Regions from separate parts of the Mus musculus genome. Here region 2 is linked to region 1. Evidence: chromatin contacts called from public HiChIP or PLAC-seq data. All regions are on one chromosome and are shown on one strand. Each heading gives the region's core, a stretch centred on a gene start, on an enhancer-like site or on the middle of the called end of the contact. The rest is flanking DNA. Distances are from core to core; before and after follow the strand shown.

Region 1 (7,913 bases), core at 1,397-3,896:
TAAATCAAGAACATGTCTAAGTGTCCTGCTTTTAGTACTGGAAAGATAGTTCCTTTAACTGCTTTGACTATTAAACTTACCTTCCATCTCTCTTGTAATACTTTCATTATGTTCTTTGCTTGAGTTATTGTAAAATGATATATCTTTTTATTCTGAGTAATCATTCTTCCTAATATATTATTTAAAATTCATGGGAAAGGCAGTATGCAGGTTAGGTTTCATTCATTTTTTTTTGTCTTTTGTAGTAGGAGGCCAGCCCGGCCTACTTGAACCAGGTACTCCTGGAAGGCAGGCTGGGGCTGAGAGACTTAGACTGCGAGAGAAGCATGAGGCCAAGACAAATTTTCTCTGATCAAGGCCCTCAAGTTTTCTAGGAGACTGTGCTTAAAAGGGGCCCATCCCCACTGCCAGTCCATCCTTGGTGCTTAGTCACCATGCTGTCAGCACTTGGTCACCAGGCTATTGCTTATTCAGGGATGTCTCAGGAAGACAGGTTCAGTCTCTCAGCAGGTAGCAGAATCTCAGGGCAGTTGACACTTCACAGAAAGCTGCATTGCAGGTGGCCCCACCTCAGTGGCAACAAGGTCTGCACAAGCCTGCTTCAGGCTGGGGGAGGCTACAATTTCCTCCCTGATTATAAAATAAAAATAGCTGGACCGAGACATAAAATTTATTTATGCTCCATAGTCCTGCCTGGGAGTTATGGTGGCTGGTGGCTGTGCCTGGCTTAGGAAATCTCAGATTTTCCCTGAGCCATTCTTATCTGTCAAGGAGCATATATGCAGCTTGTTTGTGTTTATTTTACACAAACATGGCTTTGTGGTGTATTATTAACCAACCACGGCCTCTTGGCATGTACCTCTGTCTTACATTGATATGGCTCCGAAATCTGGTTGCCCGTCATTGGCTGATCGGTCCTCATAGCACACCTTATTCCCAAATCAGACCAAAGCCACAATATATGCTTAATATGCTTCTTCATATTGATGAATTTCTGCCACCTGTGCTTGCTGGAGGCAAGGCTGCACCCTTGCTGAAATCAGGGTGTAAGGAGAGACTGACCTGCTCGAAAAACAAAGATAGTTGAAAAGCAACATGATAACATATACTTTTCTCCCATAGAAGGGCTGTTTTTAAACACAGTAAATGGGATGAATGCATGCATGAATTTATAGAAAGTACAAAAGCATGCATAAAAACAATTTTTAATTTATCTTTAGGATATTGATTATCAATTTTATTTAAAATGATGGTATGCAATAGGCCAAATATCAGTATTCTGCAATAACCAATTTAATTGCTGTTCGGAACAAGGAACACTTTGTCAGGTTTTTAAGACACAATTTTTTTGTTATAGGTTTTCTAAAATATACGAATTTATCTTATAATTCTTAATTAGCACCACAGCAGCCTTAATAGGATGTCAAAACTTTACTTTGAGGTGAATGCCGCCTTGGCCTCCCTTGCCACCAGCTCGCTGCCCAGGCCGAAGAGGCTGAAGCAACTGGTCAGGAAGCCCGAGTAGAGGTGGTAGAGCCCCAGCAGGCAAAATACGGCCAGCCCCAGCGGGGACAGGCGGATGCCCATGGGGGCCATGGCACGTTTGACCGGCACTAAGGCTGCTTCAGGCCCACCACTGAGTCATCCGCTATGAAGGCACCCACTTCCTGGTGCCCTCCCGAGCCATCACTGCTCAGGGAAAGCTGTGCTGCCGCTGCCCCCCACGCCCCATGGCCCTGCCTTGCAGCAGCCAGCAGCTGGACAATCGGCCTTCCGCGTAGTCCAACGGTCGGCGGTGAAGAAAGATGATTTTTACATGAATGTTTTCTCTTGTCAAAGAATTGCTGTGGGCATATTAAATAACCATAGCTAAAATAAGCAGCTAATATTTAATTACCATTGATTATAATTGATAACAATTATAAAAGCTTTCTTTATTATCTGTAAAGCCTTTTGTTCTTTCCCAGTTAATTTGTGTCTGTCAAGATAACATCTAACAAAGGTTTGAAGTCACTTTAAGGCCTTAAGGTGAGGCCTTAGTCAAATAACATCTTCTGGAAGTTTTTGAAAATAAAATTTTGAGGCAAATCAATTTCTCTTTCTTAGATTTTTTTTGTACCACGGTTTTCTAGTATAACTAAAACCCTAAATATTAAAAAGATATTGCCTCTGAATCTTTTCTGGAGCAACAGATACTACCCAGAACTTTAAAGCTCATTGTGTGAGAGCAAAGATTTGAAGTAAGCTTCCCTTTAGAGGCATTAGCTAATAAAATACTTTCTACTTAGGAAACAATATACACTGAAAGATTCAAACTCTTAGCTTCTTGTATTGAAGCAGAGACAATAAAATTTTTTTCTTACATAATGTAAAGCTATATTAGCCATACCTTGAGGCAAAATTTTCCAGTGATCACCAGTTCACTAGAAGCAAATCCTTTACAATTATCAGGATGCAAAGGAAAAAACAAATTTTTAAACCTATAATAACTTTACATGAAGCAGGCAAGCCAGATTATAATGCCTTTAAAAGTTCTACAGCCTGATTGACCTTTTATAAATTCTGAATTTGAACCTTATTTAGACCATCTGGGTAGATCTGCAACAATGTTATTTTAGCTAAAAGAAAACTCCCCTGAAGGCAGGGAGAGGCAAGTTTCAAGAACTTCCTTAGGCTTCGTTTGCAAAACAAAAGAAAGTCCCACAAGCCCTGCAGAGGCTGCTCTGAGCTTTGTTCCTCTTGCTGTGAGGACAGATTTTACAATTTTAAAATTTCTTTTGCAATATTAGACTATAACTACAACTTTGGGAAAGCAAAACCCTTTTAAAACAATTTATCATCTTTAGAATCAATGTTAGAAACATTACTATCATGTTACAAAGTTTGGCTGCCAGTTTATACCTATGAATGCATGACAGTGCAAATTTTAATGCTTCATTAAAGAGACATTGTTTTAAATCTTATCTTTAAGTCTACCTTTTAGGATAAGAATCAAATTAAATATTATCTCAACTGGAAGTATCCTTAGAGGCCTAGTTTTTTGGCCTGCTTTATGCCACGTGTTTGAAAGACTCCAAACCTGAGTTACCAATTTAAAGGTGTCTTGCTACCAATGTTACACCTTTTTAATCATACCCAATAACTTATAAGCTAATATTCTATGATGAAGACACGCAGAGCATATTACACCTTTAAGACCAGTAAAAAACCAAATTAAGTTGCTACAGGAATCTTATAAATTTAGACCAATCAAACAATTTTACCTTTTCTAGCTATAATTATAAGATTAAAAAAAGCACTTTGTCATTTGCTAAACACAATAATCACGATTGCAGAGAATTTTCTAGGAAAAAACTATCTATCAGCTTTTTTGCCTTAGAACTAAGAGGTTGTAGACTCCTTTTCTTTAAAAAACAGTTTTTCAGCAGTGGCTCCCCTGCTGTGCTTGATTCTTGGCTAAGGTGTGGGCCACTCTCGGTCTTGCTGACTCAGCAGATACAGTCTTAGCCATTTTTATTTTCCAACATGGGACACAGAACATTCTGTCATTCAGACAACGAAACAAAACACACATGAATTGACACGTGAACAGATTGGTGCACCAAACATTAGTCAACACAAAGAGGGCAGAGAACTTCTGCTGTAGGGGTCAGAGAGAATAAAGCAGGGCATCCCCCGATTTCTCTCTGTCTCTGGGAGAGTTTCAAAATCCATTTTCCTCTTATTTTATTATTTTAAACCCTATTCCTCTCGCTGGATGCAGTCCTTGACTGCGGACAACTGCCTGTTTTGAAGTTTCTAGTCCCTTGCTGCCAAACCCTAAGTGGACAGCGCCGGGTCAGCACTGTTCCAACTTAGCCCTTATCCTATCGCACCTCCAGCAACACTTTAATAAAAAATGAAGTTTAAAACCAGCGCTGGCATAAATACCTGTTGCTCACTGTGCCCCATACGATCTTCTGATTCTTCCCTTCTCGCTGAGCTCTACACAAGACAGCGATCCCTCAGTGTTTCGCTGCTGTTCCCAGGTTCCCGTTTGTGGCGCCAATCTGTAGTAGGAGGCCAGCCCAGCCTACTTGAACCAGGTACTCCTGGAAGGCAGGCTGGGGCTGAAAGAGACTTAGACTGCGAGAGAAGCATGAGGCCAAGACAAATTTTCTCTGATCAAGGCTCTCAAGTTTACTAAGAGACTGTGCTTAAAAGGGGGAAGGCCCATTCCTGCCCCCCCCCCCCCCAGTCCATCCTTGGTGCTTAGTCGCCATGCTGTCAGCACTTGGTCACCAGGCTGTTGCTTATTCAGGAATGTCTCAGGAAGACAGGTTCAGTCTCTCAGCAGGTAGCAGAATCTCAGGGCAGTTGACACTTCACAGAAAGCTGCACCATAGGTGGCCCCACCTCAGTGGCAACAAGGTCTGCACAAGCCTGCTTCAGGCTTGGGGAGGCTACAGTCTTTCTTTAAATTTGAAATTACAGTGAATTAGTGCTCCATAGTAATGCTCAGTGAGGGAGGAGGAGGAGCAGGAGGAGGAGGAGGAGGAGGAGGAGGAGGAATGTGTGGAGTTTGATGTGTTAAACACGTGTTGAATAGCCTTGAGCCCCCTCTTACACAGTTCTTGATCCTTGGCCTGGTTTAGTCCCTCTAAGTCCTTTTCTCATTGGCACTGAGGTCTAGAGCTTGCTGTAGCTAGTTGTATAGTCTGAGAAGCTCTCTTTAGAGACCTTTACTCAGGCACAGCTTGGATTTATTGTTGTTGTTGTTTGTGCCTGGCTATTAACCCTACTTGGCTAGGTTACCCTCCCACACAGAAATCCATCTGCCTCTGCCTCTTAAGTGCTGGGATTACAGGCATGTGTGACTGTGCCTGACCCAGTAAACTTTACATCTTGATTTAAAGGGTAGAAAAGAATTTCTGATTGATAATTCTAGGCTCAGATGGATTCACTGATGAGTTCTACCAGACCTTAAGAGAAGAACAAACATCAATGCTTCTCAAATTATTGAATATATCAGGAAAAGAAGCCAAACTACCAGATTGTTTTTAAAAATACAGTATTACTCTGACATCAAAACTGGATAAAGATATAACAGAAAAAGAAAATTATAGACAAATCTCTCCAATAGACATACAGGTGAAAATTTTCAGCAAATAATTTGTTGACTAAACTTAAGAAAACATAAAAAGATCATTAGTCATGAACAAATAGATTTTATTCCAGGGGTACCTGGATCATTCAACATATACAAATCAATAAATTTAATATATAACATAAATAGATTTAAGGGTAGAAAATACATGATCATTTTAACAGATTACAAAAGATTATTAACAATATCATTTTATGATAGAAAAGCCCTGAAGAAACTTAAAAGGAACATACATCAACCTAGTAAAGTCTATATTCAATATACCGAGAGCCAACATTATATTGTTTTTAAAAGGCTTAATTTTTATTTATGTGTCTGTGCGTTTCTGAGTGAGTACGTGCATGTGCCTGTGGAGGCCAAAAGAGGGTTTTGAATCCTGGAGCTGGAATTACAAAGGCATATGAACCTCACATTGTGGGTACTAGGGTTCAAGTTCTAGTCCTTCATGAAGACAGAACATACTCCTAACTGCTGCGCCAGCTCCAGCCATCATCTCCAGTATTATATTAAATGTGACAGAACTCAAAGGGGTTCCGCTAGAATCAGGAACTCGACAAAGATGCTCCCTTCTTTTCACCCTTAATCAACATGCTGGAAGCCTTAGCTACTACCTCAGTGTGACAAGGGGACATGAAAGGGGTACAGATAGACAAAGAGGAGTATCCCCTTTTTGCAGGTGGTAATTATTTTACTCATAAGAAGGTCTAAGAACTCAACAAGAAAAATTAGCCCTGATGATGACTCATGAAGTGAGAGGATAAAAGTCAGTGTGGCAGAGGCCTGTGTATGTGTCTACCTGTGATAAGACACAGGCCCAGGAGGAAATCGTGGGGACCAGCCCATCCATGAGATGAGTCAAACCTACTCAAGTAAGAGTTAGTTTTTAAGGTTTTTAAGAGTGAAGTTGAAGAACACACTACAAGATGGAAAGAACTGCTATGTTCATGGATTGAAAGATTCAGTACTGTGAAGAAGAGTGGCTTACCAAAAGCAGCCTGTGGATTCATGCAATCCAGAAAAATACCAGTGCTATTCTTCAAGAATCACAAAAGGGTATCTGAAAAGTCATTGGAAACACAGAAAGCACCTCTGATCCAGAGTGGGTCTGGCTGGGCATAGAGGGTCATTGTGCCTTTCATCCCAGTGGATGAGATGCCCAGAGGTAGAGGTGCAAAGGCAGAGATTTCTGTGAGTTTGAGGCCATCCTAGTCTATATGATGAGTTCCAGGACAGGCAGGGTTACATAGAGAGACCCTGTCTCTAAACAAACAATAATAAAAACAGCGAGCACAAAAACACACGTGTAGATCAGAATATAAGATCTAGACTCTTTTTTTGTAAGGATGCCAAAAAATAATCTTTTCCTCAGAAAGATGACCTCTTTTACAAGTGGTGCTGGGAAAACTGGATATCTGACTATAGAACCACGCGGTCACACCCTTATCCCTCACTGTGCATAGAAATCCACTTGAAGTGAATCCAAGGCCTTGACAGAACAGAAGCATCAAGTGAAGACTCCTGAATAATGACTTAGGCGCTCAGGAAGTGAGACCAGCAGGTCACAGATGGACCCTAACGGTAAAGACAAGCTTCTGTATGGTAGAAGACAGTCAGGTGAAGAGCTGGTCTACAGATGAAAGAGAAACTCTACCAGGCACACATCTGACTGGATCAGTATCCGGAGTATAACTTGGATTCAAAAGACTAAACAGTAAAAGCACACACACACAATTAGACTAAGGAGCAGACTATACCGTTCTCAAAAGAAGGAAAACAAATGACCAATATTCTGAAGTGTTCAAATTCTTAGCCACCAGGGAAATGCAAATGAAAATATGTTGACAATGTATGTCATAGCAAAGTGGCTATCATCAAGAAAGCAAATACCATTTATGCGGGTGAGCATGTGAAAAAGGACAGGCCCTTATTTGCTGCTAGGATTGTAAAGTAACGCACATTATGGAAGTAATTGCAGAAGGTTTTCAAAATGCCAAAAATAGGGGTCATATGATCCATCAGTGCTTCTTCTGGGCATGTAACCCCGAGGATACACCAGGAAGGACTGTGTATCTCACTCTAGAGGCGCTTCCTTCTGACGCATTCATGCACTCTTCACGTGAAAGCACTTATAATGAGCTAAATAATAAAAGCTTTTGTTAGTTTTGTTCATTTGCATAAGATAGTACTATATAGTTTGAAGCTTCAAAACAGCAAGTAAATATAACTATATTTGATGCTATTGTGACACCTCATAATTTCATTTTATACTCAGTTTTTCAAGGCAGTATTTCTGTTTTTGTTTTTGTTTTTAATCAAGCTTCAAGTGGAAATAAAGAAATCATTTCACATATCAGTCAGCATGGAGGGAAATGGCCTTACTGGTTTAAAAAAATGGGTGAGTTGCTCTGAATTTTATTTTTTATTTTTAGATTAAATAGTTTTCATGTGTTTTGTCTGCATATATGTATGTATACACTGTGCATGCCTAGTGATCAGAAGAATAGGTTCAAATCCCCTGGGACTGAAGCTATGGATGTTTTAAGCTAACCCTGATCCTTCTGCAAGAGCAACAAGTGGTAGTAACTCTCCAGCCCCTACCGTGCTTGTCTGCCATGGCTGAGGCCCTGGGTTTGATCCCCATCACCGCTACACACAAACTCCATCCCTACATTGTGGTTTTTATCTATAGTAACTCCTTAGGGATCTCAGCTGTGAGAACCACTTGCGTGTACTGGCTTAGGAACAGGCTGGGTAGTCTTGTGAGATC
Region 2 (7,913 bases), core at 2,965-5,464, 55 kb before region 1:
CACAAAATCAGGTGTGGTTGTTCAAGTGTGAAAGGTCAGCTCTCAGAAACTGGAATCTGAGGTACTGAGCTACAGGAGCCAAACTTGATTACATTAGCAAGACTTTGTCTCAGAACAAGCACCACACAGACACACAGACAGACAGACAGACAGACAGACAGACACTCACATAAACCAGTATTTACAATACTGGTTTTATTGCTTTTTTTCTAGCTTCTCCTAAAGCACTAACAAAAATACTAAAGATTTAAAAAATGAGTGGTAGTAAAGAAAAAAAGAAAGATGCAGGTAATAGTATGTCTACCTATGTGTTTCAGCAGGTGAAAAAATGACTTCTTTTTTTTTTTTTTTTTTTTTTTTTCTGAGACAGGGTCTGGTATGTAGCTCTGGCTGTCCTGGAACTCACTCTGTAGAATACCATAGCCTAGAACTCTCTGAGACCTGGCTGCCTCTGCCTCCCCAGTACTGGGACTGAAGGCATGTGGCACCATCATCCATCTTTAACTTTAAGCTGTTTTTAATTGCAGACTTCAATGTAACTCCTTACTTCACTTCCTGATCTGTTTCTGAAGCAGCTCTGTTAGTATCTCAGGACGTTCTCAGCCACAGCTTGAGTCTCATCCCAAGGGGGAAGGGAGGAGAGGACACTACCAAGGGCCACTAAGTTTCACTGTGGTTTGTTGTAGTACAACAGGTAATTGACACAAGACGCTTTAAAAAAATCCCAGCAAGAGCCGGGCGGTGGTGGTGCACACCTTTAATCCCAGCACTTGGGAGGCAGAGGCAGGCGGATTTCTGAGTTCGAGGCCAGCCTGGTCTACAGAGTGAGTTCCAGGACAGCCAGGGCTACAGAGAAACCCTGTCTCAAAACAACAAAAAACAAAAAACAACAACAACAAAAATTCCCAGCAAGGCAAGTGGATCTCTGTGTGTCTGTGTATTTTAGGTCAATCTGGTCTACACAGTCAATTCCAGGACAGCCAAAGCTACACAGAGAAGCTCTGTCTGGAAAAACAAAACAAAACATGTATCTTCTGGTAAAGGTGACTGCTTTCAATCTTGACAATTTGAGTTTGATCCCTGAGACAATTATGGTGGAAAGAGAAACCTAATTTGCACAAACTGTCCTCTGACCTCAATACCTGTCCCAGGGCCACCCTTCAACTAAAAGTGTCTGTGTGTGTGCTCCCACTTTCACACAACGCATGTTGAGGGAGGGGGGGGGAGTAGTGTTTAAAATAAATAAAATATATTCAGTAGGTATTATAAGTGATGACAAGTGAGTGACCAGAACTAACCAGGAAACTAGGTCATTTCAAACCCACTTTATTAATTTCTCGGAAAGAACAGACCCTCTATATATTTAGATTTTCTTTTAAGAATCAAAGGTGACTGGCACAAGGAAGTGTTCTGACATGATTCTAGACTGCTACACTGTCATCTAAGCAACTAACTGAATATGGAGTTGTGGTTGGCTTCTTACTTGTGCTCTGCCTGTTTCCCTAGTGCTAGGATTACAGGCATGTACTGACTCACCTAGCGTAAGAGTTGACATTTCTTTCTTTAAGAGGATTTATTATTATTAATTTGCTTGAGAAAGGGTTTCTCGGTGTAGTCCTGGTTGTCTGAAACTCATAGGCCAGGTTGGCCTGAAGCTCAAGAGGTTTGCCTGCCTCTGCCTCCTGAGTGCTGGGATTAAAGGGATGCGCCACCGCATCCAACTCCTTAGAGCTGTCTTTAATAATGCTGCTCAGAATCTTTTCTTTTTTTTTTTTTTAGATGACAACTGAGAAGCTAATTTTAAAAAATGATGCCGGGTAGCAAGCATAATAGTAACAGAATTGTGCTGTTTTCTGGTATCCCCACCCCCATTTGAACGGCGTGTTCTCGATGTCGCTACAAGTTTGTTCAAATGACAGCTGGTCCTGGAAATGCTGTTACTGCTATTGATGAATAACATACTACTCTCACTTTTTTTTTTTTTTTTCGAGACATGGTTTCTCTGTAGCCCTGGCTGTCTTGGAACTCACTTTGTAGACCAGGCTGGCCTCAACTCAGAAATCCACCTGCCTCTGCCTCCCAAGTGCTGGGATTAAAGGCGTGCGCCACCACGCCCGGCTCACTGTTACATTTTTAATGTAAATATTTATACATACAGGATTTGAACCTTTGGAGACACTAGCTATGCTGTGATGTTAGGAAAAAGTATCCTAGTTCATCATGCTGAGTTGATATCACAATAGTTAAGACGGTCCAGGAATTGTACACACTGTATTAAATATGTAAGGTCTTATCTATGCGGGCTGGGTTATAGAAACTAATGTTCTCTAAATAATGAGAACAAATAAAAAAAATCCACATTAGGACCAGCTGTTAAGGATTTGATTCCCTGCACCTGCATCTGGAGGCTCACAACCATCTCCAACTTCAGAGAATGGAGTCCTCTGACCTTCAAAGTGCTTCTGTTTTTACTTATGAGATTTATAATTTGGTATTACAGAGAAATTGCCCTGTTGACCCTTTGGCTGTTAAGCCCCAATTTGCTGAACCACAAAGGCAATTCATCTTGCTTGTTAACTAAGACTTAGAGAAATGATTTGTCTTTCTCCAGTTGTTCAAATCAAACACGGCCCATAAAAGGGATAGAAGGAAATGGTTGTGTGAGTTTTAAAGATAAAATGTAAAATGCCAGCTAGGAGTAGTGACTCATACCTCTGAAGCCATCAAGGGTTCAGGTTGGGTCAAGGCAGGAGGATCAAAGTTTGATGTAGGCCTAGGAAGACTGACAAAAAGCAAATTACAATAAGATTTTACAGAAATCTCATGATAGTTGGAGGTTATTCTCGTGTCTCCTGTCTCTCAGGTGCCCTTTCAAGAACATGACCAGCTTTTGGTCACAACTTCACCTACCTCACCTACTGTTTCATTTTCTCTTCTTCCAGTCATACTATTTATGCCGCTCTACGCAAACCTTCACACTTTTGTATGTCTGGCCAACTGTCCTTGGTGCCAACAACCCGGTCTGTTTCCAAGGTGCATTGACTTTGAGTCTAGCTTTACCATTGATCATTAAGGCTCCTGCGAACCTAGTAAAACAGCACCCTTAAATCTGATCCAACTTCTAGACACATAAAAGAACTCAATTAATTAATGGGTTTCATTAATTTACACGTTTCTCTCAAGTACAAAGCATCCAGGTTTTAAGAATCAGAGAGCAAGCATCTGGCAAGGTTACCCGCCCCCCCCCATTCCTTGCTATCTGTAGAGTCAGAAGCGCATCCCCCAATAATTATGCTCAAGTTTTCTTTTTTATTTATTTATTATTGGATATTTTCTTTATATACATTTCAAATGCTATCCCGAAAGTTCCCTATGCCCTCCCTCCACCCTGCTCCCCTACCCACCCACTCCTGCTTCTTAGCCCTGACATTCCCCCGTACTGGAGCATATAAAGTTTTATGCTCAAGTTTTCGAGGAGGCTGTCTTACACATTGCACGCTTAGAAGCTGACTCAACCTCGGTGAGTAGGTTAGGTATTATCCCAAGACTCCCAGCCGCCTAAAGCCTCAGAGCCTGGCTAACCCGGGGGCGCGCATCGCGGCCTCGTGACGTCAGAGACCCGCTCTTCCTCGAGGCCGAGCTTTTGTCTCATTGTCCCACAGTAGAACCCACCCACGACGGCGAAGGAAGCGTGCAAGCAGAGCGGTGCCCGGTGTTTTAGCTAGTGTCCACCGCACCGGGACCCAGGTGGTGCAAGCTTCCAGCCGCCGCGTCCGCCCGACTTGGTAGCGCCCTGGAGACCGCATGGCTAGGGGGAAGGCGCCAGGGCCCTGCAGCGGGAGCCTGCATAGACCCTGGGGCGACACGCTTGCGAGTTGCGCCCCCCCCCACCTCCCCCCGCGAAGGCCCCTAAGGCGCTGGAAGCCAGCTTCCAGGCCGTCCCCAGTCCCCGCGGTCCGCAGGAGCCCGGGGGCGTGGCCTGGGCGCGAAGCCCCGCCCCACCTTGGCCAGCCCCGCCCCGCCCCACGGCCTGCTGGACTAGCCGGGTCTCCGTCCGCCGTCCTCTTCCTCCTGCGCAGCAGCCACGGCGGCGGCCCGCTCTCAGGTCACGGAAGGAGGCTTGGTGGGCGGCGGCGTACGTAGCTGGCGGGCTCTGAGGCGCGCTCAGCGCGTCCCTGTGTTCGCGGGTCGCGGAAGTGACGTACGGCACCCCGGCAGAAGCGCGTTTGAATCGGTTCCCGGGTTACTTCCCGGCCGCTGCCCACAGTCGGTGCTGCGCGGCCCGCTGAGGCTCGGAGCCGCGGCGGCTGGAGCCGAGGGCACGCGCGGGGTCGGTGTCTCCGGGAAGCGCGCCCGAGAGCCGCAGGGCCTTCTCTTTTTTTCTCCCTCAACATGGCAGCGGAGGGCGCCAGCGATCCCGCCGGCCTCTCGGAGGGATCTGGGAGAGATGGCGCCGTCGACGGCTGTAGGACGGTGTACTTGTTTGACCGGCGCGGGAAGGACTCGGAGCTAGGGGATCGCGCACTGCAGGTCTCGGAGCACGCGGACTACGCGGGGTTCCGCGCTTCTGTGTGTCAGGTACGTCCCGGGGCGCTGGAGGGATGCTCGCGAGGAGGTGAGGGTAGGTGGCCTGAAGCCTGGGTGGGTCACCGCCATAAACTTGTCAGATGGCCGGGATCTTGCGGCCTTGGCCTCTGCCGGGTGCCCACGTTGCGGATGATCCCTGGTTGGATGTCCCGGCCGGCCTGGCTTTGGCCAAGAAGGATGGGATCACGCCCCTCCGTGGGCCCGTGCTGGTCTAGCGTTCGGGACTTCCAAGTTAGTGGGCGCTTATAGGTTTAGTTACTGCTTTATGGTTGCAGAGTAGTTAGTGCATCCTCCTGTCGGAGAAGCACCTGTGTTTGTCCTAGTTTGTAACTTCAGAAGATGCAGAGTTGCATCCACTGGACAGTCAGTGTTGCGAGGGTTGCGCTGTTTGGTGGTGGTGGGGGGGTGAGATTCCAGGAGTCCGGGTACCTCAGGTTCAGGGAGGTGATGGAGGGAGTCTTTTACCGGCTTGTCTTGTCAGAAAGGTTTGCCTGGTCCGTCCCAGCAGGATTCTTCTACAGAGTAATACTAAGTTAGGTTAGTATTAGGAGCTGTCCTGGTTCTCTGAGCTCCAACTTCCTTGGGAGTTCCTGAACTAGCTCTAAGTGACCATGCGGACAACAAAGAACGAGTATACCTGCTTGGGGGGAAAAAAAAAAGAATGACTACGTAGCAAGACGTGCTTTATACTGTGAGATGCTTTATAGGTTGTTGTTGTTCTTACTGTTGCCTGAGCTTGAGTATGTTGGGGGAGGGGTATTGCGGGGTTTTGTTTTGAGGTCTTGCTGTGTAGCTCAGGCTAGCCTAGAAGTCTCTGTTGACCAGGTTGGCCTCGAACTTTATCCGCCTTTGCTGTCCAGTGTTGGTAGTCACAGACCCAAGTGCCACCGTTCTGGGCTCTGAACTTTTAAAAGAAGAATATGGCAATAAAACAGTGTTTTAAACAGTGTTTTCCTTCCAGAAAACCTAGTTTAGGACACTGATTCTCAGCTTTCCTAATGTTGTGATCCTTTAATACAGTTCCCTATGGTGTGGTGCCCCCCCACCCCAATTATTCTAGTTGTTACTTACTAACTGTTATGAATTGTAATGTAAATGTCTGTTTTCTTATGGTCAGAACCACTGTCCTAAGATAGTACCTTGTATATTTGTTGAAAAAATTCAAATTGAGTTTGACTTTGCCAAAGTGGGCTTTCTTTTTCCTTTTCTTTTCTTTTGGTTTTTCGATTCTTTTTCTCTATTTCTTTTTCTTTTTCTTTTCTTTTTCTTTTTTTTTTGGGGGGGGTTTTCGAGACAGGGTTTCTCTGTATAGCCCTGGCTGTCCTGGAACTCACTCTGTAGAACTCAGAAATCTGCCTGCCTCTGCCTCCCGAGTGCTGGGATTAAAGGTGTGTGCCACCACGTCAGGCTCCGGCTTCTCTCTCTCTCTCTCTCTTTCTTTCTGTCTTTCTTTCTTTCTTTCTTTCTTTCTTTAAAAAAAGTGTTTCATTCATTGTTTTTTTTCCTACTTTTTTTTTAAGATTTATTTATTTAATGTATGTGAGTACACTGTTGCTATCTTCAGACACACTAGAAAAGAACATCAGATCCCATTACAGATGGTTGTGAGTCACCATCTGAACTCAGGACCTCTGGAAGGGTAGTCAGTGCTCTTAACCTCTGAGCCATCTCTCCAGCCCAAGAGTAGCATTGCTCTTAACCACTGGGTTATCTCTAGCTCCTGGATCTGTCTTCTTTGCTCTGTTGGTTTATGCTACAGATCTCATGGTGTTGTTTGTATTAACAGTTGGGCTGAGTCAAACACTTACATAGTTGTCCTCCTGGTTTGTTTTCTTATTTTCGTTTCTTCTTAAAGATTTGTTTATTTATTTTATATATGTGAGTACACTGTAGCTGTCTTCAGACACAAGTGGAGGGGGCTTCGGATCCCATTACAGTTGGTTGTAAGCCACCATGTTGTTGCTGGGAATTGAACTCAGGAGCTCTGGAGGATCATCGAGTGCTCTTTAACCACTTATCCATCTCTTCAGTCCTTGAAGTTTGTTTTCTAGAATGTGATAAAACATTGTGACCAAAAGCAACTTTGGGGAGGAAAGTGTTTGTCCATCGTTGAGGGCAGCCAGGGCAGGAGCTGAAGGTAGAAACTGAAACTCTGACTGTGGAAGAATGCTGCTTATGGTTTGTTCTCCCTGGCTGCTTCATTCATTCATTCATTCATTCACTCATTTCCTGTCCCCCTCCCTCTTCTTCCCTCCAGTTTCGTTTCCTCCCTTCTCCCTGCCCCTTACCTGCGCCAGTGGTGCCACCCACAGTGGTCTTGGTCATGCCATATTAATCAAGAAAATGCCCCCCACGCTGGCCAACAGGATGGTTTGATGGAAGCATTGTCTCTGTGAGGCTTTCTCTTCCTAGACTAGCTTGTGCGAAGTTGACAAAAAAAAAAAAAAAACTAATCAGCACAATAATTCACAAGAAGTAAAAACAGTAGATCTGATCATTTGTTGGTTTGTTTGTGACAGAGGTAGGTCTAGAACACTTGGGTAGTCTAGGCTGGCCTTGAACTCCTCTCCTTCCATCTCAGCCTCCTAGAAGTGCATGGCCACACCCAGCGTTAGATCAATTTGACTCCAAACAAAAACATTCTAGGTTCACTGCTGTAGTTCTATGTTTCTTTTTCCTGTCACCACTATCTCCTCTTACTCCTCTCTTGACGGAGCTCAGTTTTAGTAATCACTTTGTACTCCAGGCCAGCCTTCCACTGTGGACAAACCTTTAGTTCGGCCTGCCAAGTGTGAGGAGTGCTGGTGTGGCTACTGTGTCCATTTAAAACCATACCATTCAGAGTACACTTGTTACTTTTTTGTAGCAAGAACACAGCATTTACTCAACATTTTTCAAATATGCAAGCCATTATTATTATTATTATTTTTAATTTTTTGTATATGAGCATACTGTACAGATGGTTGTGAGCCACCATATGGTTGCTGGGAATTGAACTCAGGACCTCTGGAAAAGCACTCAGTGCTCTTAACCGCTGAGCCATCTCTCCAGCCCCTTATTTTTTAACCTATGGGATTTATTATGATTGTATTTATTATGAGTGTATATATACATTACACACATACACGTTTATGCACATGCTGCTGCTGTGTATGGACATAGAGGACAACTTTAAGGAGTTGGTTCTCGTCTTGCCCTATGTGGGTCCTGGGTTTTGTTTTGTTTAAACACATGCTGACTAACTCTGGCTTCTCTCGCTTCTCCTGAATTACTCTGCTTGGCCTTAAACAAACTGGCAATCTGTTCTAATCTTCTGGCGGCTTCTC

What was found. HiChIP or PLAC-seq counts read pairs in DNA pulled down with a chosen protein or histone mark.
Region 2: an H3K4me3 HiChIP or PLAC-seq map of embryonic stem cells shows a contact between it and region 1, with 29 read pairs. The contact joins the promoter of Smchd1 here to the enhancer-like site in region 1. A contact is called at or near these places in 1 of 39 promoter capture datasets (macrophages), 3 of 484 Hi-C or Micro-C datasets (bone marrow-derived macrophages and embryonic stem cells), 5 of 115 datasets of contacts at active chromatin or transcription factors (the SCID.adh cell line, double positive thymocytes, embryonic stem cells and 1 more) and 4 of 9 other capture datasets (adipose tissue, embryonic stem cells, liver and 1 more).

What each region holds. Positions count from the first base shown.
Region 1 is chr17:71,415,229-71,423,141 of GRCm38.p6, reverse strand. It overlaps Smchd1 (SMC hinge domain containing 1), which reads left to right. Exons shown (of 48, transcript NM_028887.4): 18 at 7,464-7,541. Among named protein-coding and RNA genes, the nearest start is that of Smchd1, 56 kb to the left of the region's middle. Within about 2 kb of position 2,646, at least 11 of the 459 cell types and tissues checked have an H3K27ac peak or open chromatin away from gene starts, as enhancers often do. A contact at or near this core is called in embryonic stem cells, where this site is marked.
Region 2 is chr17:71,471,644-71,479,556 of GRCm38.p6, reverse strand. It overlaps Smchd1 (SMC hinge domain containing 1), which reads left to right and starts at 4,214. Exons shown (of 48, transcript NM_028887.4): 1 at 4,214-4,578. The coding sequence starts at 4,393.